2 separate regions of the Macaca fascicularis genome follow, and region 2 is linked to region 1. Evidence: chromatin contacts called from public Hi-C data. All regions are on one chromosome and are shown on one strand. Each heading gives the region's core, a stretch centred on a gene start, on an enhancer-like site or on the middle of the called end of the contact. The rest is flanking DNA. Distances are from core to core; before and after follow the strand shown. Region 1 overlaps FAM53B (family with sequence similarity 53 member B). Region 2 holds the start of FAM53B (family with sequence similarity 53 member B).

Region 1 (3,196 bases), core at 418-2,917:
GCCAGGAGCGGGAAGGTCCTCCAGGGTCCTTGGAGCTCCACGGATTCGGCAATGGATACTCAAGGCTCTTCCCAGACCACAGGCTCTAGAAGCAAATGGCCCAGTGGGGGTGGTAAATATCTACGGGGTGGAAGGCTGGCCCTGGTCAGTTACTAGGGAAGTGCCCGCCTTCCTGTGACAGTTTCCTCAGCTCATTTCTGCAGAGGCCAACAAACGTGTACTGAGCGCCTGCCACATGCCAGACAGATTGTGGTCACGCCGTTGCAGGAGCCGGTACCTCAGGGGACAGACTTTGGAGGCACTGACTCAGGTTGGTCAGGTCCACAGGGCAGGCACCATTTTCCCTTTTCTGTGGACAAGGTATCTTGCCCCAAATCTGACATCCCCTCCAGGTCTGGGAGGCCCAGGTGGTGCCAGAGCCAGGTGTGCTGTGTGGCAGCCAGTCCAGGCCACCCTGAGTCACTTCAGGAAGGGTGGCACCAGTTTGGGGCTCTCTCCATGGTCTCCACACCCCCAGCCATCCCTGGGCCTTGCTGTCCCTGCTCTGGTGGCTCTCTTGGGGCCCCCATGCTGCACATCGGGGGCACCCCTCCCACTGGATTCTCTACGCAGCGTGGCCTTGCCTCTGGTAACTTGAGGCCTAGGGCCCAGCTGGGGACGAGGACTATAAGGAAAATGACCTATGGCCTCCAGAGGCTGAAGGAATCGGGGAAGGAGGAATTCATCTCCGGGACAGCCCATCCCCAGCCCAGACACCTAAAAACCCGGGCCTCTGCAGACAGACCTAGGGCCAGCAGGCCCAGCCTACTATCTCCCCTGCCAGACCCGAGGAAGGCAAGCGCGGGCTCCAGCAGGTCCCCTGTGGACTCCAGCAACAGAGGGTTCCTCATAACGGAGCCTTGGAAAGTCACTCCATTGGTCTAGGGAGTTGTAAAGTTCACCGGAGTGGTGCTCATTGGGCTAAACCCGCCAAGCAGGCCAGAGCCTGGCCACCACTCTCGAATGGCCTTCCCCAAGTCCCCTCTTCCTCAGGCTCTGCTGCCTGGGCCCCTCTGCCCTTGCTGTTCCCACTCATGCTCTGGCTCCTTCTACAGCAAACCTCTTTCAGTCACATAAACCCCCTCTACACCAGCCCTGGGTCAGCACCATCCTGACGGCCCCGCCCTATCTCCCTCTTCACTGGCAGATACCTTCTCTCCCACCAAAACCCACCTCTGCAGCAGCCAATCCGGAAGCAGGCCCAAGCTCCTGTGTGTACCCCGTTTCCTGCCAAGCGTGCAGGGAACCCTGACCCCACATGCCACGGCCTGGTTCACAGTGGGTGCGTCGTGCAGCCTGGGGGCAGAGGGTAGGTGGGAAGGAAGGGTCCACCCCGGTTGGCCCTCCCGGCTAGGCCTCTGTTTGCACAGCCCTGGGGTCCTACGGCCTACACCCCAGGGTGCTGTGGGTAAGAACAGGCCTTGGAGGCCCAGAGCCACGCGTGTCCTCTGAATGGTGGCCAACCCAGTGGCCTCTCTGAGGGCACCCCACAGGCCACACGGTGGCGACGTTGTTTCTGCACCAGGCCCCAGATGGCAGATGGCCTGCCCGAACACAGAAGGTGTGGGAGCTGACGCCAAAGGGCCTCCCGGCGCTCTCACAATTGGAAAACAAACATTTTGTTTCTGTGGTGTACATTCCAGCCAGCACACACTCAGGACAGGACTTGTGAAACCACCTCACTCGCAGCTTGGCGTGAAGAGAATTCTTTGCCTAACAAAAGTCGAGGAACCTTTCCAAAGCACACAGGGTCCTGGCGGGGGCTGAGGCCAGCACACTGCCTGCGCCCATAGACCTTCAACAGAGCCGACCAGCAGGGCGCACAGTGTCAGGGGTGGCTTCTGAGCGGGACTAGCGATGCAGAAGGTATGTCTGAGGCTCTCAGAGAGGCTGCTGGGCACTCGTTCGCATTCAGCTGCCTGGGGCCACGTCGGGGTGCTGAAGACAGGACTGCAGGGTACAGGGGCCTCTGGGCTCCACCCCAGCAGCTCACAGCTCTGTTCCAGATATCGCCTTCCATGGAGGGCACACTGGGGAAAGGGGATCCTTCTTGGAGAAGTGAGCAAATCACCAACCGGTTTAGCCACTCTTGCAGATGAGCAGACAGAGGCTGAACGAGGAGAAGGGATGTGCCCCAGACTGCACAGCTGTGTGACGTGCAATCGGACCTCCTCACTCCTGGGCTGTGCTCAGGAAAGCATGCGGTCCTCCGGCAGGGCGGTGGGGTAGTACAGGCTGGACAGGCCTGGGCTGGAATATCCCAGCTCGGGTGTGCCCTGAGGGACCTTGGCAAATTATTAAACTTCTGTGCCTCAGCTTCTCATGTGTACGAGGCTAATAAGAGCCTCAAAGCCTCAGAAGTGTTTGGAGGGATAAATAGAGACCATCAAGGAGGCCACGGAGAGTGCGATCCCCCCTTCCCACACTCCACCCCACAACTGTGCCTGTGACTCTCTCTGGACACAGCGAAGCCACAGCAAAGGGGTCTGGGAGCTCTGCTTATATCCAACTGCTCTTGCTAAAAAAAAACCTGCTTTCAAGAGCAAGAAGACACGCCAGCAACACAAAAGATAAAATACCTAGGAATGAACTTGTAAGAACTGGTAAAACTGATAGAAAACAAAAAAATACTTTAAAGAACAGAAAAGTAAGACTGAACAAATAGAAATAAATCTTGTGTCAAGTTAGATTCAACCTCAAGTAGGTGTAAAATCTCCCTAAATTAATTCATAAGTCTAATATGATCCCAATCCAAAATATCAACAGCACTCCCAATCCCCATGGTCTTAGGACAAACTAATTTTCAAGTTTTTAATGAAAAAATAAACAAGTGAGATTAGTCAGGAAACTCTGTAAAGAACAGTGGGGAAGCTAACCCTCCTAGACTAGTCCGTATCATATAATATGCCAAACACATTGCTAAGCCTCCAAAACTACAACAGCATATTAGTATGAACGTACATGCATACCTACAGAGACCAATGAAACAGAATGTTCTGAAACAGACCCAGTTTAGTATATGATAAAGGTAGAATCTCAAAGCAGAGAAGAAAAGATGGCATTCTCCACAGACAATACTGAAACAGACGGGCAGCTACATTAAAGAAAAGGTTGGCTCCATATTCACACCACATACAAGATAAACTCAACACAGACC
Region 2 (3,196 bases), core at 451-2,950, 110 kb after region 1:
CAGTCTCTTTTCTCCACCATCCAACAATTCAACAAACATTTGTTCCTGTTGAACAACCGTCAGCCTGGCTCCATCTGCACCCGCTCCAGCAAGGCGAGCGCAGCGGCACAAATGCCCACCCCAGGATCCCAGACCCGGAATGCAAGCCATTCCGGGGGCCACTTTCCTAACACCACCGAGTCCAGAGATTGTACCGTATGGAAGACTCGTAGTGTGGCCTATAGGAGGCAGAATCCCATTCATCAAACGCTGCAAAGAGCTTTTCTTTGTTCACCATCGTCCTAAGTACAGTACGTGTTAATGAGCCTGGGCGGTCAGATGGAAGGAGCTCGGCTTCAGGGGGCGTCCGAACGCGAGGGACCCAGGCAAACCTGTCCGTGCGGTTCGTCGCTGCTGCGGCGCCCCGGCCCGAACCACGAGCATTGTTCCCCAAGTCCGAAGACGGGAGTGGAGAGCTGGGGGCTGGGGGACACGGTGGGGGGCGGGGGAGCGAGAACACACTTGGGACAACACAAACCGCAAACCCTCCCCGGATTCTGGGTGTCCTCGATTCTTTCGTCTCTGCCCCACCAAGAGAAACCCTGAGCGCGTAACCTGCCTCCCACGGGCTTGCAAAATCCAAGACAGGCAAAAATGTGACTTGACCAGTGTGCCTGTGCCGGACGGCCGTTCTCGCCATGTGCAAAAGCCACGCCGACGCGGACGCCCCCACTCACAAGCCCCAGCCGTGGCCTCCCTGCGGGCTTCCCCCGCCCGGGACAGAATGCCCCCTTCACCACCATCCTGACCGCCCCGGACAGTCCAGCAGCAGCGGAGCCCGCCGCCTCGCGCCCGCATCCCGGGGGTGACGGGTGCAAACTTCCGCGAACAAAAGAGTTGTCTGCAAACGATGCGGGAACTTCGGGGCGAATGGGGACACCCGGCTCCCGAGACTCCGCGCCTCCTCCGCAGAGGCTAGTCAAGGCTCAAGTCGAGACGCGGAGACGACACCCCCCGACGCAGCAGTCCCCGCGCCCGCCCGCCCGTCCTGGCCTGGGGAGCGCAGACTTTTCCGCCGCAGCCAGGCTTGTTCGTCCCCATGCCTGTGCTCTGACAAGTCTCACGCCTGCATCAGGGGCGAGACCGAGCGCCCGGAGAAACCGCCCGACCCAATCCAAACGCGAAACAAGGCAGAAAAAAAGACAACCAGCAACACTAGTAAAAAAGAAAAAAAAAAAACAGGCAAGCCCATTGCACACGCGAGCCAGGCTCCCTCCAGCCGGCAGCCGGGACGCACACGGCCCGGACCTCGCTCGGGGCCAGCCCCCCGGCCACCGCCGCCGCCGCCCGGCCCCGGGTCGCTTACTGTGCGCGGCGGGGCGCTCCGGGCGCGGACCCCGCGCCGTCACCGCCAGCGCTCGCCAAGTCTTTCGGGCTGCCCGCCGCGCGTCCGCCGCGCGCACGCTCGCCTGCCGGCGCCGAGCGCTTTGTACGAGCGGCTCCCGGGGAGGAGGAAATCGACTTGTCACTTCCTGAAGTATTTGCAACTCGTCCCTTTAACCGGCACCGGCCAGGCCGCCCGCGCCCGCCGCCGCCGCGGGGCCGCCCGACAGCGGCTGCGTGAACTCGGCCCGGCGCTCAGCGGGCTGCGTCGCGGGCCCGGGCGGTAGGCGCGGCGGCGGCGTGCAGGAGGCAGGCGGCGTGCGGCGGCGGCGGCGGCGGGCGAGTGTGCAGTGCGCGCAGCCGCCGATGGGCGGGGAGTGGGGGCTCGCGGCGCGCCGCGGGCGGGGCTAGAGGGCGTCCTGCGGGCTCCGCCGCGCGCCGCTCGCCGCGCTCGCGCCTGCGAGGCCCCGGGACGCGGGAAGTGGCCCCGGGCCTGCTCCGCGCCACCACGGCTGCCCGGGCCCCGGGCCAGGGGCCCTACGGGCTTCTCTCCCCGCCCCCCGCACGAGCCGGGATGAAAACGCTGGGCCACATAGGCTTCAGGCGTGCAGCTTCCGGGTTGTTAGGTGCCGAGGTTTAAAAGAAACGGTCACTTCAGTGGCGTGCAGGACAGCGGGCGGATGGGGTCGCGGCGCGGGGGGGATCTTGAAGTGTTGTCACACTTTGGGAAAATAAAACGCAAGTTTCCTAACTCGGGGCGCTGATCAAAATGAAGGAATGTGTACTTCAGAAGCCACATCCAAAATACATGCAACTGGCGAAGGAAGGATTTGTGGTTGCTAAGCAGAGGCAGAGCATGTTTAGTTCTGTAACTTAGGATGTTGACTTAAGTTCAGGAATGTAACCCTGATAGAATAAGCAGAGTATTTTCATTGTGCTGCTCACCTGGGGGAGGGGGATTGTTTTCCTTGTGAAGTGAAGCCCTAGATTTCCCATTACTCCTTCCTACCGGTGTATGTTATTTTATTGACCTTGTATCCAAAAAGCAATTTTTAAAGAGAAGGTTTTTTAAACCCCCCATGCCTGTTTTGTGTTCTCCTTTGCCAAAAAAACAAAACACCTCATTACTTTACATGGATTGTGTCTGCGCCATTTGAATGGTTCTATTCATAAATAGGGAAACTTTTTCTGTTGCTTCTAGGAACATTTAATTGGTTTTAATCCAATGTTTCAATCCCAGTATCAAACATAAATGAACAATTAACTTCTTGAGTTTTGTGCGCTTGGGAAACTATTACATTTCATGGCTATTGCTGAAATATTTCAGAATATCATCACACTTGACCCATTCTTTTCAGAAAAGCATGAACGGACATCTCCTTTCACACTACAGCTCACTCCACTGAGTTCTGCTGCATGATTAGAATGGACACCAATCACTGGAAAGGATATGAGTCTATTCATTTCAAGTTACATGATGTGGGATAGAGTCAATTCATCCTAAGAAAGCCAAAATGAACTAACATACAGAATACAGAATACTAAGATACTGATACCCTTACCCATATACGTTGCTTTTTAAAAATGCATTAAGGACCAATCTCGAAAGGAACAAGATCCAAGAACCGATGGTGAACAAAAGAAGGCCCAAGGAATAATTTTAAGAATGCTGCTATGCTTAACCAAAAGAGTCAGTGTTTCCCTAAAGCTATCTGATATCACACAATCACCTCAGCGTTTGAGGGCTTTAAGGACAAGAGTTTAATTTACTAACTTTTTATTAGGAAGCCTAGAGTGACTCCTGCTGGCAAACATTCAGTTTATTCCTACAATT

Evidence for each region. Hi-C and Micro-C count contacts between places; a contact is called where the count stands out from the background.
Region 2: a Hi-C map of liver shows a contact between it and region 1, with 2.7 times the contacts expected there. The contact joins the promoter of FAM53B here to the enhancer-like site in region 1. A contact is called at or near these places in 2 of 2 Hi-C or Micro-C datasets (liver and skeletal muscle).

What each region holds. Positions count from the first base shown.
Region 1 is chr9:133,601,009-133,604,204 of T2T-MFA8v1.1, forward strand. The region is part of intron 2 of FAM53B (family with sequence similarity 53 member B); the gene reads right to left. Among named protein-coding and RNA genes, the nearest start is that of FAM53B, 110 kb to the right of the region's middle. Within about 2 kb of position 1,668, at least 1 of the 6 cell types and tissues checked has an H3K27ac peak or open chromatin away from gene starts, as enhancers often do. A contact at or near this core is called in liver, where this site is marked.
Region 2 is chr9:133,712,600-133,715,795 of T2T-MFA8v1.1, forward strand. It overlaps FAM53B (family with sequence similarity 53 member B), which reads right to left and starts at 1,701. Exons shown (of 3, transcript XM_074003026.1): 1 at 1,346-1,701. The region is part of intron 6 of EEF1AKMT2 (EEF1A lysine methyltransferase 2); the gene reads right to left.